Linked DNA regions of Drosophila melanogaster: region 1 is linked to region 2. Evidence: chromatin contacts called from public Hi-C data. All regions are on one chromosome and are shown on one strand. Each heading gives the region's core, a stretch centred on a gene start, on an enhancer-like site or on the middle of the called end of the contact. The rest is flanking DNA. Distances are from core to core; before and after follow the strand shown.

Evidence for each region. Hi-C and Micro-C count contacts between places; a contact is called where the count stands out from the background.
Region 1: a contact with region 2 is called in a Hi-C map of the Kc167 cell line, with 1.9 times the contacts expected there. The contact joins the promoter of Hsc70-3 here to the promoter of Ant2 in region 2. A contact is called at or near these places in 4 of 107 Hi-C or Micro-C datasets (the Kc167 cell line, embryo and eye imaginal disc).

The regions. Positions count from the first base shown.
Region 1 is chrX:11,804,093-11,810,432 of dm6, reverse strand. Hsc70-3 (Heat shock protein 70 cognate 3) reads left to right here and starts at 3,316. Exons shown (of 3, transcript NM_078577.3): 1 at 3,316-3,564; 2 at 5,391-5,536; 3 at 5,975-6,340. The coding sequence starts at 5,412. It overlaps CG1578, which reads left to right. Exons shown (of 8, transcript NM_001298212.1): 8 at 1-1,927. The coding sequence ends at 502.
Region 2 is chrX:10,785,366-10,791,252 of dm6, reverse strand. Ant2 (Adenine nucleotide translocase 2) reads left to right here and starts at 4,346. Exons shown (of 4, transcript NM_176725.3): 1 at 4,346-4,447. sesB (stress-sensitive B) reads left to right here and starts at 4,295. Exons shown (of 4, transcript NM_001298161.1): 1 at 4,295-4,447. Imp (IGF-II mRNA-binding protein) reads left to right here. Exons shown (of 7, transcript NM_167253.3): 7 at 1-3,384.

The DNA.
Region 1 (6,340 bases), core at 2,067-4,566, 1.0 Mb before region 2:
CACCATTTCGATACGTCGACGATGGAATTACGAGAACAATTGTGCGGCTATCGTTTGCTATGTGTCCACTGGCCTGGCCTCGTCCACCACCCAACTGACGCAGCTGAGCGATGACATTCTAGGGAACCACTGCCGTTTGGCGCAAGCGGTTAATGCCGAACATCTGGACGAAATCTTCACGTACGTGGTTAATCGTCTGCTAAAGGATTATCCGCTGGCCAAGAAACAGGCGTCGCAACCGACAAATTCGGCAACTCCACCTGCCACGCCCACGCAACCGGGCGGCGCTGGCGGAGATCAACAGCAGCCAGTGCCGGCGATCCATCTGAAATTGTTCTACCAAGTGAATGCCGCACCGGCAACGGATCTGCTGCTACAGGCGCTGCACGATTTCCGACTCAAGTGCCAGGATACGGCCGCCATTGTCTACACAGTGCTGCCGGCCTGCAGCCTGCACAACTTCAGTACGTTCCTGTCCATTTGCGGGGTGAGGCACGAGTAGGAGCCGCACGCAGAAACTTGAAGGATGATGATGATAATGATGATGATAAGGATGAGGATGATATGGAGGAAAATGATGAAACAATTTGCTGCCACCGCACCAAGCAGAACACAGAATATATATATACACCACTATATATACACAGATATATGTAGAATTGATCTTTTTTGGTTTGACAATGGCAGAGGGTAATCTTTGGATAATTCCAAGCCAGTTGGCCTTTCTCACATGATATGGTTCGCAAAATACTACATTGAATTCGAAAAGCTTCCATGTTTCATTAACATTTCGGCATTACTTTTAAAGTAAGCAGTTGTTAGGTGTCTGTTGTAAATAATTGAGGCCAACTGGCGCCAGGTTTTATCCACAGATTGCTTCATTGTTCCCACACTCTTTCAGTAACACCAGCTGCTTGCCCTTTGTTGATATTGTTAACTAGCAGGCGTGGCGATTCTAAGATCGCAAAGATGCAGTGTAGTCAGCATGCTGTATCCATAGAATAAATCACTTCGTGTCGCAGTTTCGGACCAAAAAAAACTCTCACAAAATGGTAACCAAAAACCAATAAAAAAAAACAAAAAAAAAGGAAGAAACAAAAACCAAGAACACACTCAAAACGGATCTATGCAACTCAAGTGTTTCAGCAACTCGCGATGGAAAACCAAGCATACAAATTCAATTCAAAGCAACTTTATATATTATATACGAAGAAAACAAACCATTTTTGTGCACTCTATTGCCCAAAAGAAAGAAGAAAACTGTAACTATACTCTTATACAAACTATTAACTATTAATCGTTTTTCGATGTGCTTTTCTTTATGCTCCGACTTTTTATATACATACATATATATATATATATATATATGTATGTATGTATATACGCATAAAAAACTTAGCGATTTTATTTCACTTTTCACAAATAGCCACAAACACATTTGACCAAAAAAAACAAAAACACGACAGCATTGTAAAGCAATTGATGTTTATATGTCGTTAAGCTTTAAATATTGTGGAGAGCAGATGATGTGGCCCATTCTTCGACCACGTCGACCATTATTTGCATTATCAATAATCCAATTATAGCAAATTCGCCATAAAGAACCTAGATTGTATCATCAATTCTTTTTTTTATAATAATTTTTTTAATAGATATGGAAATTATCGAATAGAGATTATTGAATGTGTTGCTTAGAATACAACCTGTCCATAGTTTTTCCTGCACACAATCTGCGACAGAAAGAAAACTACATAATTTGGCTGGATTCCAAACCAGAATTTTGGTCAACGTCTACTTTTATAATGTAAAGTACGGTACGATATCGACGGGGCGCTGAGCGGGGAGATGATAAAAAGATTATTACATGCTATTATGTATTGTTATGAAAATATATTGATATTGAATGAGTGTCATTACAAAAATCGACAAAAAAAAAAAAAAGAAAACTAAAAAGTGGGTGTTTTTCATTCTCGGGCGGATGCGGACTGATAAGTCAAGAACTCGCTATAAATATGCTACATATATAGACTGTTTGCCTGTTCTTATCGGTAGTCGTTTAATTTATGGAAATTATCATTTCAAATGAAGATCGACGAAATGCCTGGAAATTGCCAGATAAACGTGGTATTTTCGACTTTTTCGGAAAATATATCATTTTTTATCCCCCCAAATATTAGTCATGATATTCTTGAAACATTTTTGAATCATCATTTGAGCGTATTGTTTAAATACGCTTTTAAATTTTATTTTTCATATATGTAAATATTATTAATAAAAATTCTGGGAAGTGCTAAAAAAGTCTAGAGTTGCTATATGGAATTCGAAATAGCAATATATACATACATATATAAAATACTAGACATTTTTAATAATATAAAATATAAATAACATTTATATATGAAAGAGGTAAGTTTGAAAAAAAATTTGATTCTATGTCTTTATTAAACTCCATTCGTTTACCACTCAAAACTATGGATAAGCAGTTAGTTTTTCTTTCGAATTTACATGTAAATATTGCAGTACCATTTCCGGTTGTCATAGTATTAAAAACAGCTGCATATAAGCTTAAATTTAAATTTCGAATGTAATTATATGCTTATAATAATAAGAACCCAAAAGCATATATTTATAACTTCAAGTATCGGAATGAACAATTACAAAGTCTAAAAATAGTTTTGGGAAGTTGTCAATAATTACGCCCCACTTAAAGTAACGGCAAACATCCAGATTCAGCTGGAAGCATAACGGTTAACCTGGGGCAATGTACACGTCAGTGCTCGTTGCGGCTTTACTTAAGGGGAACGCATATTTGCATCAGACAAACCAAACACCATAAAAAGAAAAAGAAGAAGGCCAAACATCGTACTCTCTCCGCTCCGAAAATGTTTGGGTAAACAAATAGTGAAAAGCTCTGGGAGAGAGCGAGAGCGAGAGTTGGCCTCCAGTGGGCGGAACAGCTACGCCTGCGACACGTCAGTGCTAGAGATGTAACACCTTAAGATAGTTATCGATTAAAATTATATTGAATAAAATGAATATATAAAAGAAGTTAAATCTTAAAAAACTATTATTAAAATGATTGTAAACCGTATAGCAGAAATAGTTGCAATCATATAATCCTGTAATATATTATTTTTATTTTTAATTATATCTTCTTAATACCTTTATTAATTAGACATTTTAGTCTAACGAAATATTTATTCGACTTATTCGATTGCCAGATGTGTATCGATGTTTCTAGAAAACTAAACTCATCGACACGTCAGTGGTAGGTGAGAGCAAAGAGCAATAAATAGCCGGAAAACAGAGAGTGAAAATCAGTTTCAAAACAAAAGTACAAGGAATAACAGCACAGCAAAAGAGAAACGCGATTTATTAAATACAAATTATTACCCCAAGAACATTGTAACGCGCTGTGACCGCAAATATAAACAAGAAATCGTTACATTCCCATTAGATCAATTAAAACCAAGCCAAAAAACAACAAAGACTAATACTTCTGTGACAAAAAGTGACAATTACCTAAATAAGTGAATTTTTTTTTAATAGTTTTAGTTAGAAAATGTAAGTATACAAAAAGAAAATTATATTGAAAGTTGATATGAGTGTATGCTGTTGGTATTAACATCTAAGAAACAGGAAAATATTTATCAAATTTACTTTGGACCAAAAGAACCAGCATAAAGTGTATATTTAAATATATCTATTTTTTTTTATAAATATGTGTTGCAAGGAATTCAGTGGCTTGAATTGCGTTATAGCATTTCTTATATTATATTATTGTTTATTTTGAAACAAAATTGAGGCAACATTATAAAAGAATCAAAACGATTGCTTGACAGACCCATTGGTAACTGTAAAATACTATTTACTACCTGATATTGATAAGGACAACGCGAAATATTGTGTGTAGAAATAATTATATATTTTTGAAAAGCGGTTATTCGTCGGCCGAACAATCGCGTGCTTTCCAACACTGATCTACCACTGACGTGTCTTTTTGGCCCCAGAGTTGCACGTGTGTGTGTGTGCCGCAGCGTATGACTGTGTGCGTACGTAGAAAGCGCCGGCAAAAACGTCAGATAAGCAGCAGCCACATATTCTACTGCTCTGTCAGTTCACTTTGAAGCGTCGAGAAAGCACATTAAATCGAAACCAATTTGAAATTATTAACCGCTCAGCGATAAGTGTAAGTGTTAGTTCAAAGAAAAGGCTTAAATACGAGCTGGACGTTAGCACAAATAGCTGGAAAGTGCACTTGCACTGCTAGAATATTCGTGTAAAGGAACGGACGGCAAAGAGGGACACCAATACACTGCAATTTTACAGTCGCCATATTGGCAAAAGTAAAAGAGGTCTGCTACAAAAAGTTTGCCCGCACGTGCCCTTAAAGAAATAGAAACGTATGAAATTAGTTTCCTTTATAGTTGAAACCAATAAAGGCCAACCAATGACGTGGTGGTCGTGACAAGTGACAAGTTCGGTGAATGAACTTTGTCTTCTTCTTCGTATTAGTTTCTTACAGCCTAAGCTTGCATTTAGGTGAAGTTCTTGTTTTCCTTTTACAGTAATTTACGGTTAATTTTGCTTACATTTACTTCTTTTTTTTAAAAGACCGCGAAGCGCCTGCGCATTTTGCCGTCTGTGTGAGTGGGAGTAGGCCTATCTGTGTGCGTTTGTCTGCGTTCAATCCGCTTGGTACACGTCATTTATTTGGCTGATTTATAAGCACTCGCTTTGCTCTCTCTGTGTGTCTCTCTCCGATGGTCGCAAAGTACACGTCAGTGTGGCATAGAAAAAAGAATAAAATACCTAAGTGGTTAAGCCACAAACAGCTGTGCAAATCCAGCTTTCCTTCTGGAATTGTGCGTTGGGAGGGGGACTTTCTTGCGGTGCGTGAAATAACGAAAAGAATTAAACCAGTTATTTGGCCGCTCTCTCACCGGCAGCAGCAAAGAAAGAACCAGAAAAATGTTACACGTATACAAATTTCGCTGCTCTCTCTCTCTCGCTTTCCGGCGACGTCGGCGTCGGTCAATGTCAGCAGAACGGAGATGAGCGCACCGCTTAGCAGTTGCCGGGCAGTTAGCCATTGGAGTAGACGTGTTCTTTATCCGATCTTGACTACTAGTAAGATTTATAAGGTACTGAATCTGGTAGAATCGTGTTTAAAATAATAATGTTGCCAAAGTGGCACAGCTAACGGTACATGTTAACAGTTGACAATCTGGCCGACGTCATCAGTACTGGTTCTCTCGCAGAGGGAGAGCGAGAGCCAAAAAGAACACTGGCCATTTATGTTTGCGTGTGTGTGATTGTGTTGACGTGTACAAAAAGCCGAGGTTGAAATAATTGGGCGAAAATTAACGCAATCCCTTTCTTATTTGCAGTTTTCCTGAGAGATCTTCAATATGAAGTTATGCATATTACTGGCCGTCGTGGCCTTCGTTGGCCTCTCGCTGGGCGAGGAGAAGAAGGAAAAGGACAAGGAGCTGGGCACAGTGATCGGCATTGATTTGGGCACCACGTATTCCTGGTAAGTTAGATATGCTCGTCCTTCGGCTCTAAAACCCATTAATGCTTACTTGAGATATCTTGATCATAAAGTATACAGTGGTCATAAATTCTACTGTTGATTTTCGTAATACCAAGTTTTTATGCTTTAGACGTGTACATTTCAAATTGATCACATTTATAACAAAATATTTGTAAAGTAGATTTGACCTTAAAATAACGTAAAAAGAATGTATAAGATTTTACTTCTTAAAAAATAGGTGACTTTATCTATACTCCCATACTTGTAATTTTAGCTGACACACTTCCACGTGCGCATTATAATAAGAAATTTTTGCTGTAGTTAAGCGCCTCAAATTCAAGTTTATCAGTACTCAACTTGTAGATAGGTATCTCTACCACTGCTTTCATTTACGATTCGTTATTAATCTAAATATTTCTTACCCAAATTCTCTTACAGCGTTGGTGTGTACAAGAACGGACGCGTTGAGATCATCGCCAACGATCAGGGTAACCGCATCACTCCCTCCTACGTCGCTTTCACCGCTGACGGTGAGCGTCTCATTGGAGATGCCGCCAAGAATCAGTTGACCACCAATCCCGAGAACACGGTCTTCGATGCCAAGCGTCTGATCGGTCGCGAATGGTCCGACACCAATGTGCAACACGACATCAAGTTCTTCCCATTCAAGGTTGTCGAGAAGAACTCGAAGCCCCACATCAGCGTGGACACGTCACAGGGCGCCAAGGTGTTCGCACCCGAGGAGATCTCCGCCATGGTTCTGGGCAAGATGAAGGAAACCGCTGAAGCTTATCTGGGCAAGAA
Region 2 (5,887 bases), core at 3,097-5,596:
CCCTGAAATACGACACTAAAAAAACCAACCAACTAAAATTTGAAATCACGCGCAGAACGCATGGAATGAAACAGCGGAACGCGTGGAAAACGCAAGCGATTCGCAACAACTAAAGGTACAAGAAATCAGCAAAAAGCGAGTAAAACAAAAATCGTAAACTGAAAACTAACTAAACTAAACCGAAACTGAAAATAAAACATTTTTGAGAAGAGAAAACATGAAATAAAACTTTCAACATTTACTATATATTTTTAGCATTTAAGATCCAAAAGTGGAAAATAATAAAAAAAAACCTATTGTGTCAGCAGTAAGAAAATGTACTAAAAAAGTTTACACATACAAAACACACATTTAAAAAAAAAACACAAAAATTTAACAAAATGAAACCCAAAAAAAAAGCGATAAGCATGAACTAAAAACACCCAACAACCGAAGGGAAAATGACCCCAAAAATTTTGAAAAAAACACACACCCCAAGAAACACTAAATTCTTTATGTAAAATTCGATATGGAAATCCCTATTCATATTGTATATGTACAATAGCAACAACGCAACATCAAAATGCATTAAAATGTTGTATGATGTAGACTATGCATTGGAACGAAACGAAACGAAACAAGAAAAGAGGATAGAACGGAGAGGATAAGGAGAGCAAACGAAACGAAAAAGAATGAGAGAAAAGCGAAAGCAAAACTAGTTCAAAGAGTCTCTTTACCCCCGAACCACTGAGCTTTGTTTGTTTGTTTTTGTACATTTCAAGCATTTTGAATATACATATATGCATATATATTTAATAGACCTTATTTATACATACATTTATAATTTTTTATTGTTTCGATTTGTAATAGATTATATACGGTAATCAACTGGAGACTGAGCTACAACATATATTTAGTTACCGTTATATTTATTGCAGAGACACACACACATACATACACTAACACCAACCCCAACACCCTACATGCAAAAAAACAAAAAAAAAACACCCATTCACCACCACCCACATGCAACATCAAACTATATTCTATAACCAAATTCTAACTAAAAACCTTAATCTATAAAAAAAATAAGCATGCATAACGCTATATAAATTATAAATCGATAAGCCTGGCGTTGCGTAGTCAGTTTATTGCATTTTATTTGGCATATTGAAAAATGATTTCCGTTTTATCTTCCGTTGATATCTTACTACCCATATGGGAATCAATCTACGATTCCCGCTTATTTACTTTGATTATTTTATAATTTTGTTGTTGTGTATATCATTTTGCCGCCCTCGTCAACCAACCAAACACTCCACTTCCATATTCCTATGTCCCCATAGTCCCTCCAAATCCGAACCCCACATCCAGCCACCCAATCAATTCCATTTAATCAGACCTCCCCCCTTCTCACTTCTCCAGCGCCTGGTTTGCCTGTGTGATAGTAGTTTATAATTAAAACCATCCGCTGGGCACCCAACTCCCCTCATGGGACCTTAAGCAGTCCCCCCCCCCCTTTCACCAGAACCCTAACCTGCACACATCATTTTTTCAATTTTTGAACGGCGAGCAAACTATATAGAAACCACTTTACACATAATATACTAAAGCTTAAAACAAAAAAAAACATAAAATTAAAGATGAAAACTTACAAAAAAATACCACTATTTTTACATTAATTATTTTTAAATTTATCCTTATCTTTACCTAAATTAGTTTAGAGCTTTTTTTTGCGTCGTCTACATTTTACTGTTAAGTTCATTTAATCTACACATAATCTACATGAGGATGATGTGACGACACCAGATGTATCTACACTGTACATTGTATCTACATTACAGAGCTAAAATATCTATAAATATTATAAATATAACAAAAAAAGAGTAAAATATTATTAAAAACACAAAAAAAAAAACAAAAATAATTCGTTCCTTGGTTGTTTTTATTTTCGTTGTAGTTCAGTATTTTTGATTTTCAGTAACTGGTTTTCCTCTCTCCTTTCCAAATCGGCTTCGATTCCGAAATCCTATAATCCCGATCGTTTCGAGAGGCTTTCGATGTTGTCCCTGTACCCAGACATACATATATTAATGATCCGTAACCCCCTATTCAAACAGTTGTCTAAATTATTAATTTAATGTGAATTTGAGAAGAGCTAAAGTCGTCAGATAAATTCAAATAGCGTGTGAGTACATACATAGATGTATACCTAACTAACAACACCGATCATATATATGGAGTACACTAAACTAACATAACCTAACGTAAACTAAAATAAAGAATAAATGAATGAATTAACTACCTCAGCTTTGAATATTTCTATAGAAATGTTATTAAATGTATTTGAAAAGCGTAAGAGATATACAAATGCAAGATGCCGCCAGATCGAAAGATAGTTAATAAAAAGAAAGACAGATGGAACAGAACAATGTCAAAGAATACAAGTTTTAGAGCTGCATTTATATAGTATCAGATCGATAAGGAACATAGTAACAAAATCGTAAAACAAAACCAAAAAAAATATATTAAGTGTACGTTTTGCATATTCCTATATAGTTAACTAAACGTAAAAGCAAGATGGGTAAACATGAATACTACTATAACAATCATTTTGCGTCCATTTTTGTTGTTTCCTATACAAGAAAAAATTAAATAAAAACAAAAACAAACCACAAAAAAAAAAAATAAACAAAAAAAAAGCGAACGAATAAATCACACAAATAGGATGAAAACAAAACTATATTCCCAATTACATTGTATAACTGTCTTTTAACCACAAGCAAAACGCTAACACAATCGGTACACGATAACCAATATACTATACATATATCAAATATCCACTCTGTGTATGTTTTGTATCTGCCATGGAATATGTACCCGAAAGTAATCTAGATAACCACGTAAAGGACATAGGACTCGATGTCTAGATGTGTCGTCATAGTTTAGAGGCCCCAGTATTTACTAGCCAGTACTTTGCATTTGTTTGCCTTTATCTTTTACCTTTACCATTGCCTTTAAATTAACCCCTCTGTCCAACCAACGAAATTCAAAAGAAAGGGTTCTTCATTTGATTACCATACCCCTCAGCACGCCCAAAACTCCTAGTATTCTGGCCTGTCCCAGGGTGCTGATTCAAAAACTAGAGATATACATAGGTGTATACATAACATACTAATCTGCGTAAGATGTTTTCCCCATTTCGGTGTAACTAAATGTTAATATTGCTAGCGCTCAATACGAAATTACCGTATACAAGACCCACATACAGCAAATAAAAAGACACAAAAGCTTACTAAATTGTATCCCAAGGCCAAGGAAAATATTAGAAAACCAGATATACAACTAACTCAAATACAATTTTGTGAACATGTGAAAAACAAATCGAAAAGAAATTTACTCAATAAATGATTTTTCGTATATAAGAAGTGCATTTTGAATCAAGTTTTGCGATTATCCTTTTCAACAACGTTTTAAAATTAAGAATATGATATTTTCGAAAAACATTTTTCAGAATAACTTGGCCAAAAAAGGTGGCTCAGCTAAAACGATGACTGTTTTGTGTTGCTTATTAACATTGCTAACAATCTGTAACACTTTCAAACCGAGTTTCAGGAATAATTTTTTTGACCAATTTAAGCAATTTTTCATTAGGGGTACCATCATCAAAATTCGACAAATTACCGATTTTCTCATTTTCGATAACCAAATTTGCAAAAAATGGCCAAAAATTAAAGTTGCCAGACTTAAATACAGTTCGATGAGGAATTTGGAACGATTTCAACGAGGTATGAGATATTCCAATTTTGGACAAACCTTTGATTTAATATAAAAAGAAAACTTTTGTTTTTGTAAAAAAAAGAGCAATTAAAAAACCGCGTTAAATGCAATACATTCAAACTAGTTTTTATCATAGTTTGGCAAAAGGAGGTCGTACAGGTCGTTGTTAATTTCCCAAAGAAGCGTGCAGATTAATTGTAATGAATCCATTATTAAAACATAAAATAGTCTTTAACTTTTGTGTAATTCAGAACTCGCAATAATATAATATATAATATAAAATAATATAACATAATGGGAAAGTCGATGTAAAAATATTTTTAAGGTATTAAAAAATATCGATATTGATGCTTCAATCCCCGCTTGCCTTAATTTTATAATAAAACGTAATATACTGGTTTTAATTACATCAAAAATAGCCATATTTATTTATACTAGCAAAAGTTACCGACAAAAATATCACGAATAAAAACCGAAATCTAGCTGAATATCGATAGATCGCCGAATAAATACCAGTTAAAGCAACTATCGATATGCGGTATTTTTGCAGCTTTCATCCCCAAGTCACTGGGCCCTCGAGACCCCCACCACTTTACGAATTTCATTCGCCAAGTGAGCACGCGGCTTCGTCTGATTCTGCAAAAGAAGTTTTTATTCTGTGACTTTTGTGAGAAGTTATCAACTGAAGGTATTGTGCTATTTTCTATATCTATTACATTTGCGAGGCTCTTTTGCTTAACAAGAAAAGAGACGGTGTGCCCCGTACCTGCCATTGATTTTTTTTTACCCATTAATTCACGTCACCTTGCGCTAGATTCTGTAGTTATGTAATGTGCTAATTTTTTTATTGTGTCGGTGTTGGTTTAAACTAACGTTTTTTTTTGTATGTTCGACAAGCAGTTCCGGTTTAACTGCATCGAAAAGAAATCCCGAAATGGGACTTGAAAATACCCGAAAAGTGCTTACATAACCCTTGCGAAAAATAATTGTGCCGAAATTGTGTTTGCCATCAATTAAACACGTAATAAATTGGGCGTATTAGCAAACTTTTCGGTATTTTATACCCCCAATCCAAAGTTCATTTAGAATACCCAGAAAGAAAATGGAAGAAGCCACGCTGGATCTTTTTCCCATCTATTTCCTTCCAATTTGCAACCACGCTGGAACTGCCAACTTATGCAATAGCAACGAGTTGGCAGGCCGGCTCGTCTGTACGAAAAAATGTTGCACATGAATTGCGATTATATTTCAAAGAGAATTGCACTTCTCTAGAATCAAATTGGCCTGCATTTGCACAAATATATTATTATATACACCAAATGCAGGCTATTCTATAGTAAAACGCGTGGCAATTGATTGTTCTACCGCCCAGTCGCACATGAGTGTGTATGAACACACAGTTGCGAATAAATTCCATGTGCCACTAACGCCCTCTCGCTCACTCCCATGCCAGACACCAGCTGCGCGTGCAAGTACTTATCGGGTGTGTGTGTGTGAAGAAGAGAGAGAGAGTTGGTTTTATTTCTTAAGAGTAATGTAACTATTTCTCTTTGGTTGCCTCCCTTTCTTTTCTGACCTGCTTTCTTTTATTAAAGATAAAAATTCATGCGAAAAAAACGGGTTTCCCCAGTGTTCTCATTTCTTCTATTATTATTCCATTCCCATACCCCTTAAACCCTTTCTGACGTCAATCGTTAATGTACGTATAGTATTCATGTGATTTATTGTTTATTGTAGCCCTTTGTGTGGCCTTTTAGTGCGATTTTGCACTTGGTTGAGATTAGTGTTTATTATTACATATCCCTGGCGAATCACATTTCCAATTCTCGCCCAGTCGGCGGAAATTTTCAGTGTGATTTTCAAGCCGATCCACGCCCTGTCCTAAAACCCCGATTCATCGCACACTGAGCCATAAAAATTATAACTTCGCTGCCGTTTAATTTTGGCAATTAAGCATTTTTGCAGTAACTTTGCAACTGCATTTTTTACGCTCTCTTTTTTGATGGGCAACTAGCTCTCTTTTATTTTTTATGTAATTTTTGTGATAACGGGACCTTGAAAAAGTGTCGTAGACAGTTATATAAATTAACTGTATTAGCAGAAGTGTTTATCTAATCGCTTCACGCAT